Regions from separate parts of the Pan troglodytes genome. Here region 2 is linked to region 1. The links are chromatin contacts, called in public Hi-C maps. All regions are on one chromosome and are shown on one strand. Each heading gives the region's core, a stretch centred on a gene start, on an enhancer-like site or on the middle of the called end of the contact. The rest is flanking DNA. Distances are from core to core; before and after follow the strand shown. Region 1 has its middle 660 kb from the start of EDIL3. Region 2 holds the start of HAPLN1 (hyaluronan and proteoglycan link protein 1).

Evidence for each region. Hi-C and Micro-C count contacts between places; a contact is called where the count stands out from the background.
Region 2: a contact with region 1 is called in a Hi-C map of induced pluripotent stem cells, with 3 times the contacts expected there. The contact joins the promoter of HAPLN1 here to the enhancer-like site in region 1. A contact is called at or near these places in 3 of 7 Hi-C or Micro-C datasets (induced pluripotent stem cells and stem cell-derived neural progenitor cells) and 1 of 1 datasets of contacts at active chromatin or transcription factors (stem cell-derived excitatory neurons).

Annotation. Positions count from the first base shown.
Region 1 is chr4:31,000,386-31,007,306 of NHGRI_mPanTro3-v2.0_pri, forward strand. No RefSeq gene overlaps it. Among named protein-coding and RNA genes, the nearest start is that of EDIL3, 660 kb to the right of the region's middle. Within about 2 kb of position 4,011, at least 2 of the 24 cell types and tissues checked have an H3K27ac peak or open chromatin away from gene starts, as enhancers often do. A contact at or near this core is called in induced pluripotent stem cells, where this site is marked.
Region 2 is chr4:32,328,046-32,334,404 of NHGRI_mPanTro3-v2.0_pri, forward strand. It overlaps HAPLN1 (hyaluronan and proteoglycan link protein 1), which reads left to right and starts at 3,499. Exons shown (of 5, transcript XM_001147083.7): 1 at 3,499-4,082.

The sequences.
Region 1 (6,921 bases), core at 2,761-5,260:
AAACTTAAAAACAGTCATCATTCTAATAAACTAAGCTCCACCCTAAACGAAAGATAGTCCTACAGGAATTTGAAGGCTGTGGTCCATTGAGGCTAATTATAGCAACAACAAATCTACAATCCGGAATCTACAACCCAGACTAATTCCTAATTAGATGAACTCAAACATCTCCCTACACTAAATGCCTAACAAAGCCATGTTTATTTCCAAAAATAAAAACTGTTTACCTCAATTTCCACTGTTCATACAAAATGACTAAATTTTAACATAAAAAATTACAAGATGTAAGAAGTCATGAAAAAGCACAGTCGTAAGAGACAAAGTAATCAAAACAAGAAACAAATAGGACACAGATGTTGGAATTGTCAGACAGGGAATTCAGAATAACTATTATTAGTATGAAAAACATGCTAAAATTATACAACATGCCAGATCAGCTTTGTTGTGACTCCTCTCTTCCTGTGGTTGTAGAGCTTAGCTCCTTCTTGGAGTGACGGACGTGCCTCCACAGCGCTCTTTCCCTCGTCTATTTTTGGGAATCTACACAAGACTGTTACCTCTATTGAAAAGTAGGGATATGACTATTTAAAAACTGAAAATGACAGAGTTATTCTAGAATATTTAAACACTGAAAAGATGAAAAATAATGATCAAACCAAAGTTTATTTGGTGAATCCTCAGTAAGCATGAAACAGTTTTCTATGAGAAACTTCAGTTCAGAGGATTGAGACACAAATTGTCATTACAGTCTTTTTTGAGGAGTGTGGGGGACTTATTAAATATATTCTGTAGTGTAAAGTGACTTTTAAGATAAAACATAGAGTAAAAATGAATATTATTTTGAAACCGCAAGGAATTATCACATGGAAATGAAGGGATAAATAAAACAGCAACAGAAATGAAGATGCTTTTGATGGCTTTATCAGTAGACTTAGCACAGAGAAGAAATGAATATGTAAGCTTAAACATAGGTCTATAGAAATTACCTAAAAATAAGTATAAATAGATAAAAAGTTACAAAAGCAGAGTATCAAAAATTTGGGGAACAATATCGAATCTTGTATCACAAGTGTAATTATACCCCCAAAAAGAAAAGAGAAAAAAAAACTAGACAAAGAAATATTTGAAGATACTTTGATATTTTTCCAAAATTAATAATAGGAAAATTTGTAGTTCTACGCAATTCAGAGAATATCATGCAGAATAAAAAATATAAAACAAAACAAAATAATAAGAACAAAAATGTAATTATATTTCAACTACTGAAAATATGAGATAACACAAAAATCATTAAGGCAGTTAGAGAAAAACAGAAACATTAAATTTTAATGATCACACATAAGAATCAGAGGAGACTTTGTGTCTAGATCACATAAGGTAAATAATAGTGCAGTGACACCTCTAATGTAATGAGGAAAAAGGAAAAGAAAAGAAAAACTCGAATTCCATACACAGTGAAAATATCTTTTCAAAATAAAGATGAAAAACAGAATTTCTCAAGCAAAAGCTTAAGGATATTGTCGACACTAGATAAACTCTGTAAGAAATTTTAAAAAATATTTAATCACAAAGAATATGATAGCAGTTTAGGACTTGGATCTATACAAAGAAATGATAAACACTGAAAATATAATAAATAGGATTGGTAAATTTTAATATTTTCTTATTGCCTTTCTGTTGCAAAGATAATTGACTATCTTAAGCAAAAATATAGAAAAGTATGGTATGTGCATAGCATTTGTAAAAGTAAAAAGCTAAACAGAATAGAACAAAGGAGGAAAGAAAAAATTGACATTATATGGCTATATAGTATTTAAACTGCATATATAGCAGTATTTAATTATTTAAATGTGTACTCAGATTTATTAAAAATATACATTACATTGTATCACCAAAGGCTACCACTTAAGATTTTAAAAACTATATAAATAATAAGTGAAAGAGATGAAATAGAATTATTTAAAAGGCTCAATTAATGCAAGAGAAGGCAGAAATAAAAGGGCGAAAATAGAAATAAATGGGAAAATGCAGGATGGCAAGTTATAATCTAATCATATCAATAATCTCTTTATGCATCAACAAACATCAGTTACAAAACAGAAATTGTCAGATCTATTTAAAAAGTTACAAAGCAAGAATCATCTATATAATATTTATAAGAAAGCCACTTTAAGTATGAAAACATAGATAGTATAAAACTAAAAGGATGGAGAAAAATGTTAATACAATACGTTTAGTATCAGATGAATAGAGCTCTATACATATGATATATATATAGATATTTAACTGCAAAACATCCTTTATTTTAACTTTTATTTTAGATTCAGGAGATACATGTGCAAGTTTGTTATCTGGGAGTATTGCATAATGCTGAAGTTTGGGGCACAAATGAGGCTGTCGCCCAAGTTTTTCAAACATTGCCCACCTCCCTCTTCCCATCTCTACTAGTACCCAGTTTCTATTGTTGCCACCTTTATGTCCATGAGTACCTAACGTTTAGCTTCTACTTGTAAGTGAGAACATGTGGTATATGCTTTTCTGTTTCTGTGTTAATTCTTACTTGCCACTCTGTGCCTTTTACATGGGGTGTATAGACCATTTACATTCAAGGTTAATATTAATATGTAAGGTTGTGATTCTATCATGAAGTTGTTAGTTGGTTACTCTGTAGTTTCTATTGTATGGTTGCTTTACAGAGTCTGTGGGCTATGTAACTGTGGTTTTGTGGTAGCAGGCATTGTATTTTCATCTCCATGTTTAGAACTCCCTTAAGGATCTCCTGTAAGGCTGGCCTAGTGGTAGTGAATTCCCTTAGTGCTTGCTTGTCTGGAAAAGATTTTAATTCTTCTTTTCTTATGAAGCTTAGTTTGTTGTGATATGAAATTATTGGCTGGAGTTTCTTTTCTTTAAGAATGCTGATAAAGAAAATGTCTTTTCTTTGAAAATGCCCAATCTCTCAGCAAAAGTCTTTTGCTGAGAAATTTGCTGTTAGCCTGATACAGTTAATTTCATACATGATCTGACTTTTTTCTCAAGCCACATTTAAGATTTTTAATTTTTCTAACATTGACCTTGGGCAGTTTGATGACTATATACCTTTATGATGTTTGCTTTGTATAAAGTCTTTGAGGTGTTCTCCGGATTTCTTGTATCTGGATGCCTAACTCAACAGCAGGATTAGAGAAATTTTCTTTAATTACTCCCTCAAATATGTTTTCCAGGTTGTTGCATTTTTCCCCTTCTCTGTTAGAGATGACAATTACTCATAGATGTGGTAACTTTTCATAATCCCATATCTATCAAAGAGTTTGTTCAATTTGTAAATTCTTTTTTCTTTATTTTTGTCTGACTGAGTTAGTCTGAAAGACAGTCTTCAATCTCTGAAATTCTTTCTTCTACTTGGTCCATTTTATTGATTAAGCTTTTGATTGCATTTTGAAATTCCTTATGTCATTCTTTCAATTTAGAAGCTCTGATTGATCTTTTAAAAAATTTTTATCTTTTCCATAATTTCCTGGATTGCTTTAGACGTTATTTTTTCATGACTGTCAACCTTGTCCCAGATCTCATTGAGCTTCCTTGAAATCCATGCTTTCAATTCTTTCTCTATAATTTTTTTTGTTTTCATTTTGGTTAGGGATCATTGCTGGAAAGGTAGTGCAATCCTTTGATGGGGTCACTACATTAATATTTTTCATGGAGCCAGAATTCTGCTGGTTCCTTCTCACCTGGAGATACTGGCACTTCTATTTTGTGTGTGTGTAATTATTTTCATGCAGGTAGATTTTTTTCTTGTTTCCTTTCTCTATATTATTATTATTATTTTATTTCCCCTTGTGTCCCCCCCACCTCCAGGAGGTGTGACTGTAGAGAATGTTGCATAGAATCTTTTTATTACACTTTGCTTCTATAGCCCTATGAACTTTTGTCAGCAGGTTTTATACTGGGCTGTGAAGTTTAACATATAAACCAGTAGGTGGTGCTTATAGGCAAGAGCTAGATGTAGCCAATGCAGCTGGGTACGTACTTGATCCTTGTTTACTGGGAGAAGCTTTCTGTTGCCTCAGGCAATGGGCTGATTCATAAAGTGCATGGTGGTCTAAGCACCCTGTTCAACCCTGAGGAGGCAGACCAAATGGGTGGGCCTGATTGAATAGGTCTGTGTACAGGTCCCCACATGGCAGACACAAGCACCACCATGGGAGAATATAGTGGGTGGCCACAAGGCACCAAGAGATGTGTGTAGCATGGAGCTGGGAAACCACTTTGGCCTCAAGTTCCCTGCATGGGGATGAAGGGTGGCCTAAACTCCTAATCCAAGAGGGTGGGGGCTCTAGATGCCTGGAGATTTGCTTGGGTATTAAGCAGACAGAATTCTCCTTCACCAGGATCTCTACACAGGAAGGGTAGGATTGCTCAGGCTTCTGTTCCAGGCAAGCAGGTGCTCTGAGTGCCTGGAGATCTGCCTGGGCATAGAGTGGAGATCTGCCACAAGATGACCACATAGGAAGAGTAGGGCAACTCAGGCTGCTGAACTAGGCAAGCAGATACTCTGAATGCCTGGAGATCTGCCTGGGAGTACAGCAGAGAGCCGCCTCCCCAGCCTCAACCTCACACCAGGATCTCTGAACAGGAAGAGTTGCGTGGCTCAGTTTGCTGGCTGACCTGGTCCTCTGAATGCCTGGGGATATGCCTGGGAGTGGAGTAGAGAAGGGCTTGCTGCACCGTGATCTATGTCCTGGAAAGATAGGTGACTCAAAGTGTAGATCTAGCACAGCAGGTCCTACAATTGTCTGGAGATCTGCCTGAGTGTGAAGCAGAGAGGGCCTCCCTGCACTAAGATCTCTACACAGGAAGGGTGGCATGGGTCATTCCACTGATCCATGTGAGTGAGTGTTCCAAATGCCTGGAGATCTGCCTACTTGTGGAACAGAGAGAGCCCTGCTGCACAATGATCTATTTCCAGTAAGAGTGGGGTGGTTTTGGCTGCCAGTCCAGGAAAGTGGATGTTCCAAATGCTTGGATTTCTGCCTAAGGGGTCCCACTGCACCACAATCTTAGGTGAGCAGGCTGGGTCACCGAGCAATAGCATGTGAAGACAGATTGCTGGTCACAAATCTGACCTTGGTTGCAAGTCTCATTGCTCAGGAGAAACTGCAACTATGGCTCCTCCCTTCTTGCTCCAGGCTTGTGACAGGGGAGAGCATGATTTCTACTGCTAAGGTGCTTCCACAATTTTTGCTGTGTAGGCTTTTATCCTGCTCCAGATCCGATACTCCAAACTTTGTCATGAGACTAAAATGCCTGTGTGGTCACTAAAGAATGGCTGAATATGGTGTCCTGCTTTCATTCCTGGGTCTTGAAAATATCTACAGCTTTCCTCAGCATCTTTCCTCCACAGCATATCTAAGCCTTTCTCCAAGTTATTTCCAGGGCTTGTGAGAAACAGTGTGATCCATGGGATTCCCCATGGAAAGGTGAGTCCAAGAGGGAGGCTTTGTGCTTCTCTTGTATACTAAGCCTCATTCATTTTTATCAGCCAGACACCATCACGGGGGCCGTTTGCTGGCATTCTCTTTCCCACAATCTGGGGTGCATATCAAGCTTCTGGTGGATTCCCATTTTCCTTTTTGAACTAAAGCTCACGGAGTAGACGCTTATGCACTATCTTGCTATTTCCAAGTGGCTGAGGCATGCTAAAAGCCTCTAATTTGCTATCTTGAAAATAATAAAATAAAACTCCTTTTAAAAATTACTAGTAAAAGAAGTAAAATTTCAAGAGGCAAAAAATAATAATAATTAATAATAATAATGAAGGAGTTGAATAGAACTTTATTATAAAATGGAATAATATCAGGAGTAATGAGTGATAATTCATACCAATTAGGTGTTAATCATCACATAAAGGTGTTAATTCACCAAAAGAACATAATGTCTTATGTGTGGCTGCACCTAACTACAGAATTACAAAAAGGCATGGGGCAAAAAGATAAAAACTGAAAGGAGAAAAAGACAACTCCATACACACAAATTAGAAAATAGAAGAAATGGATAATTTCTTGGGAACTTACAACCTTCAAAGATTGAACCAGGAAGCAATTGAAAAAAACAATAAAGAGTTACAAAATTGAATCAGTGATTTAAAACCTACCAAGAGGAAAAAAATCTGTATCATATGGATTCACAGCTGAATTCTACCAGACATATAAACAAAAGCTGGTAGCCATCCATCTAAATCTATTCCAAAATTTCAAGGAGGAGGGACTCCCCCGCTAACTCATTCTATGAGGCCAACATCATTCTGGTACCAAGACCTGGCAGAAACACAAAGAAAAAAATATCAGGCTAATATCTGTGATGAACATAGATGAAAAATACTTAGCAACATGCAAGCAAACTGAATCCTGCAGCACGTCAAAAGGTTAATCCACAACAATCAAGTATGCTACACTTCTGGGATGCAAAGTTAGCTCAACATATGTACATCAATGAATGTGATTCACCACATAAACAGAACAAAAACAAAAACTACATGATCATCTCAATAGATTCAGAAAAGGCTTTTGACAAAATTCAATATTGTTTCATGTTAAAACCCCCCAGCAAACTAGGCATTGAAGGAACACACCTCAAAATAATAAGACGCGTCTATGACAAACCCATAGCCACCATCATATTATATGGACAAAAGCTAGCAGCATCCCCCTTGAGAACTGAAACAAGACAAGTATACCCTCTTTCATCACTCCTATTCAACAAAGTACTGGAAGTCTTAGCCAGAGCAATCAGGCAAGAGAAAGAAATAAAAGTCATCAAAGTACGAAAAGAGGAGGTCAAACTTTTTGTCTTCTCCGTCAATATAATTCTGTACCTAGACAACCCCAGTCTCTGAAAAAAGATTCCTAGTACTGATAAACAACC
Region 2 (6,359 bases), core at 2,249-4,748, 1.3 Mb after region 1:
TTCAAATTTGTATAAGGTGAAACCAGCTGAAATTGCTTTTTGGTAGGTCAAAAAAGGTTGAATATTCCATTTTATCTGGTTCAACCTAATTACTCAAATTGTGTTACAATTAGCAAAAGAATGCAAAGTTACATTTTATAACACCATTTTTTAACCTGTTTTTCACTCTTATAAAATACTGTTGTATTACGTTAAACATCATTTCAAAATATGCTATATATATTATATATAGCATATTTTGATATATAATTTTATATAATATAAATACATCAGCATATTTTGAAATAATATTGTTTAACATAAGATTATTTAATAAGAATGAGAAATAGTTCAAAATATATTATTGAAAAATCAAAAAAAGTTTGGTTTTTCTTGAAACTTAAAAAAAATGGCTTATTTGCCTTCTCCAAATTAAAAAAGCAAATAAAACAAAACAAACCTCAATATGCTATGTGTTAGGGGAAAAAAAAAAAAACTTTAGCAAAACTAAATTTAAAAGAGTTTGATTAAGCAAAGAACAATTCCAACAGTCTCCAGAGGCAGAGCAGGCTCAGAGACTCCAGCACAGCCACGTGGTAGAAGGTTTATGGGCAGAAAAAGGAAGGTGAGGTACAGAAACCCCCGGACTGGTTATAGCTCCACCTTTGCCTTATTTGAACAGGGTTTGAACAGTTGGCCACATGTGATTGGCCAAAGCTCAGTGTTGGCACAAGAGCAGGCTACAGTCTGTTTACAATTCCATTCAGGTTATAGTTCACAATGTACAGAGAAACTTTTAGGCCAAACTTAAAATATGTAAGAAGACAGCTTTAGGCTAACCTTGATTTAACAAAGGAAAGATTTGGATTTCTACATGACTTACTAATGTTAATAAATACAGGAAATCTTCAAATACAGAATACTTTTTTGATATGGTTTTCTTTGAGAAGATATTTTGGTCTTCGAAAATTATTTTTACAATTTATGGCTTTGTAAAATATTTAGTCATGAAAATAGAGTTGTATTTATTCCTGCATTTACTTGATTTGATTTCTTACCATGGCTTATTATAATGCCTGTGCCCTGATGAAAAAACTATAAGGGCTAATCAAAGTAATGTATGCCTCCATAAAGCACAATTTGGCTGAACATTAATTAACTGAACATAAAAATCTTTTTAAAAGACTCTTAAAGCTAATTCCAATGTAAATTTAAATAACTAGAAAACCATGTGAACCCCAAAACGAATGGAAAAATGTATATAACGTCAATTAAATTAAGCCTGAATAACACTTCAAATACACACTATTGATAGGTTAAATATTTGTGATTAAAAAGACTGGGGATCTTTAACAAAGACTAGTAAGGAGGCAATGGGGAAGGGAAGGCTGGAAATAGGGGAGGACCAGGAGGGACAGGATGACTCAGAGGTAAGTACCTGTCATTATTTCTGGAAGTCTATCTCAATGGTTGCGGCTATACCTGAAATTGAAAAAAAATCTAGTGTAGCTCACCATGGTGTGACTAAGTTGCAAAATAGATTGTCTTGGGTGGTTAACAAACAATTTCAGAAGAGAATACATTAAATTCTCTTAATGTTGTGCCGGAATAAGTGTATAGAGCAGATCACAAAATAGGGGAACAAGTGCCAGCCATGAGTCAGCTGATTTGATTTACGCTCCAGGCAATCGCCAGAAATTAGGTTGTTAAGCTGAGGGAACAAGATCGGTATTTAAACTGTCTTTATATGATATCATAGCCACACACCACCAGCCTCACCACCTTTATGGTGCCTTAATATAAAAATTGGATATTTGTTTATAAGTCTAATTCGTTTATGTTCTTTAAAATACACACCACCCTGAACGTTTACAAGAAATATGAATAGCATAAAAACCCTTTGCATAGTTGAAAAGCCGAGATGTATCTTATTTTTATTGGCAGTTAATGTAGAGGCCTGTATAACAGCTGCCTCAATAGCCACTAGATTAGGGACATAAAACTGCAAAACCTGTTCCCTGTGCGGGAGGGGAAACAGAAAAATAAGAGAAGCGCCCTCACCCAGGTTTTGGAATTCCAAGAAAGGTGTTGAACGCCTGATGAAGAATTCATTTTGAATATAACTATCTTCATTTAGGGAGGGTGTGTGAGTGTTCCGTTTGTCTTTGAAATGAAACCTTTCCAAGAGGCACGTGTTGATTTACCAAAGACAGAATGGCAAGGGGGAGCCCAGAGGCAAGAACTGGTGAAATCTCTCAGAAGACGCGGGAAGAAGCCTTTTTTCCCCTGCAATCTCTCCCGCCTCTCTCCAGAGTCCAGGAGGAGGCAGTCCCCGTGGCTTAGGCTTTATCTTTAAGACAATAGCGCCGCTCGCCGCCACCCGCGCGACTCGGATCGGGCATCCCGGCGGCCGCACCCCGCGCGCTGGCTCATCTGCACACCGGCCACCTGCACTGTCGGCCAGAGCCCCTGTCCCGGCGGCTTCCCCAGCAGCTTGGCTGCCCCTCAGGTCCTCCCGTCCCACCTGCACCTCCAGGACGACCTGGACCCGCCCATCCTCCTGCCCCACTAGCTCATCGACTTACGACTCCCTCAGTCCCTACGGCCCACGGAACCCTCTCCCCCACCCGCGCCACAGCCCGAGCGGCGGCGGCGGCGGCCTTAAGAAGCCCGCAGTCCCGCCCGCGCCGCCCCGCCGGGGCCGGAGGTTGGAGCCGGGAGCACGGCCGCGAATCCCCGCACGTCCCCAGCGCCCCACGGCACCGGGCCCTGCTCGCTGCAACTCGGGGACGGCCTGCGTCTCGCCTCCACCCTGGCCGCGGGCCCCTCGGGCTTGTTTGCTTGTCCTCAGTCCCAGGGCCAGCCCCGCTCCCTCCTCCCGGCTGCTCCAACAGCCGTTTGCTTCCTGCGGTGTGTTTCTTTTTTCCCCTTCCTAGACTCCATCAAAGGTGGCTCTGTTATTGAAATATGAAGCCATTTCCTCTCCAAAACCCTTGGTTACTCAAGGCGGGAATCAATGGACCTATATACTCTCCCAGAAGTTATAAATAAATGTCTATTTGTTCAGGAGGCGTTTTCCCGCGTGTCCCAGCATCTTCCCCAGTGGTTATTTCAGGGGTGTGTGTGTGTGTGTGTGCGCGCGCGCGCCCTGTGCCCATCTGGTTCTAATCCTGGATATGGATCCACAACCCAACCCCACCCATCCCGTCTCCCCCTCGCATTCCTCGTTCTATAAATAAATCCAGGTTCTTTGAGCTCTGTCATCCAAGGATACAATAGCAGTTGTTTGTTAAGAGAAATTTAAACTCAACACCAATACTGAGTCCAGTAAACCAGAAAATATGCTTCTGGTGATTTGGGTGGAAGGCCATCTCCAGTTTAAGAAGCTTTATGTGCCGCTATCATCATTGTCTGTTATCCTTGATCTCCTTTGGGGAGGGGAAGGCGGGAAAGAGAGGACCTCTCCGACCCTTGGATTTTTCTTTTAAGCAGAGGCTAATAAAACAAAGCGCAAACTGACTGTCCTGAGGAGTCTGCTCACACCGCTGCCCCGCAGATCATTCCACAGACCCCTTGTCCCATCCCTTCTGCACAGACCCAGGACTGATGAGGGTTCGGGTTCGGGAGGTGTGGTGTGGTGGGGGCTTGTGTGGCTGTAGCGGCCGGCTTTCCTAAACCCCAGAGCGGGATACTCGGGATCTGAGCAGAGGGGAAAGTCATCTAAGAGGCTGCTGCTTTACAAGGTCTGGGCACAGAGCTGCCCCTCCCTTCCTCCCTGAAGTTTGCATGAAGTGCACGTTAGGCTGTAATTAGGGGATTTGGGAGGAGAACTTTCCTGGTGACGCTTTGCTTTTCTTCTGCTCTTGGTGAGAAAGTGCCTCCTTCTTCCCAGGATCAGGACCTCTGCCATCCAGCGCCACAAAGAGACATTCTGCACACACACTCACACACACACACACACACACACACACACACACACACACACTCACACTCGCCCAGAGACAAACTTAAGGTGAGGAGAAAGAGCGCTAGCTTCACTTGATCTCCAGCTTCCAACTTAAGCAGAACTTGAGAGCATCCGAACTCCTGGATTTCAGGACAAGGTAAAACTTGCAAATTGTTTCCCCCTCTTTTGGTTATACCTTTGTGCCTTTAAGATTTCAGAGGGCAATACACATGCAATGTATATATACATTAAACAAATTTTATTCTTTTCTTTTGAATTTAGTTTTCATTTGAATTTAATATGGCACCTCAACTTTTAAAAAAGTTTCATATTGTCGGATAAAATATTTCACTACAATAAACAGGCTCAGTCTAAAAATGGAGAAAGAATTAACTCTAGTATCCTAGCTTCTGCTAGTGCTACTGTAAATCTGGTAGGGTCATGGTTTCCAAGTGGTGACTTTTCTATCTGTATCTCAACAACCATTTTTATAGCACCTGAGATGAAACAAGGATAGTATAGGCTGAAGGGAAAGGTGAGGAATGGGAATGTCCAGCCAGGCTTATGAATTTTGTTTCAGAGAATATATAGGGTTATGTGAAAAAGAAAGTTACTTTAGGCATAGGTAATACCTGTTAGATTAATAATCTTAGAAATGTTGCCATTTTTGGCCCAGGCTTCCTTCTCCAGCTAATTATGAAATTAAGATCATAGAATGATGATGCATTTCATATATACAATGATGTTGATGGATAATTTGAATGCACTGAAGAGAATTTATAGTCATAGTTAAGATTACTGTTAAAAGTTGCTTAAAGAAATTATTTGTATGTTGAGACTGTTCCCCACCAAAAACAAACCTTAACTTGTTTGGGCTTTGATTAAGTAGTTTTCTTCCATTGAATGTGACTGTTGTGTTCAAAATAAGATGGCTTATTAATTTGAGAATAAGTTGCTTTATTTTCATTTATCACTGGAAAAATACACACAGTGGCCAGTACATTTGGGAATTTTTAGGGTGGAAAGTGTTCCTGTACATGTTCCAGTGTGATGTCATAAAATCAAACATACTGGCTGGCTTCTTGGAAGCTAATAGTTCTTAAGAAATTAAGGCTGTGAATTGATTTCTAAATGAATGTACTATTTATTCATTACAATTGTAGTTTCTGGTAACTATTTCTATGTGATTATTTCTGTGTACTAAATTTGCAGAGATTTTACACACATTTCAGTCATTTCAGTATTTTAATGGAATGGGAATATTGTTCTATCAAAAATATATCATAGTAGTTATCTTTGGAGAATTTTTAATGTGATATGATTCATAATTCTTATATCAGTTAACAAATTCCATTTACTTACAAAAATGAAAGTTTCCCTTCCATTCAGTAAAATATAATGTATACCAAAGGACTCTTCAGATATTAGCTTTAGTCTTTAGTCACTTTTATACCACCCATTTTAAAAAATTTAATTGTTTCAGCTAAGAAATGAATTTATATTTTTGTTGATGACCTCTTCCACTAAATTGGAAACAGCTTAAAAACAGAACTAGATAAGAAGTAATTTTACTTAAGGCTAATTAAATGAACAAGAGATAACCAACAACCTCAACAGACCACTGGTCTACAGGAGGAATGTACCCAGAGGCCAGTATTCTCGACAGGAATGCCTGATGGGCCTGGGCTTTCTATGAGAAACAAGAAGGTGGGGAAACATTATGTACTTATTTATAAAATGAGCCATTTATTTTCAGCAAGGCCCTGTCTCTCAGAGGAATGACTGACACTGTAATTTAGAAGTACTGAAGAGACTTTCACAGAGAAGAATCAATTCATTATATCCCTAGTGGTTTCACTTCCTTTTCCTTCCTTTGGGAGCAAGTAACACATCCAGGATAAATACATTCAGAGTACGCAGAAAGATACTTTATGAGTAAATGGTCTACTAAACAATCCTGCCTTTTAGCATCTTAGGTGTGGAATATTGGTATTTTCTGAACAGTTGAAGAAGTCCTTTGAATCTTAAGATAGCAATGCACTTCATCTTTGTAAAGATGAACAAAAGTTATATTCAGAAAATGACTCCCTTCCTTAGAAAATACTAGTTTTCTTTTTCATTTCTTTTTGCCCCATGCACATTTTATTTTTCAGATTGCATTTTTAAGATAATGATCTCTCACCAGTTAAAATTCTGACGAAATACCAGGCAAATTTGAAAATAATTTTGATAGTGCTTCAAATTAATTTTCTGACATCCTGCAGCCATGATTAGTAACCATAGTACTTAGTCTATGTCATTTAAGTGTACTTAGCCTGTCATTTAAAGGTAACAAAATGCTGTTGGAAGAAGTAGGAAAGGATGGAAACCTGAATATACTTAGGATTTTAATCAATAGTGTTTAAGGAGGATTAGAGGAAACAGCTGGTTAAAC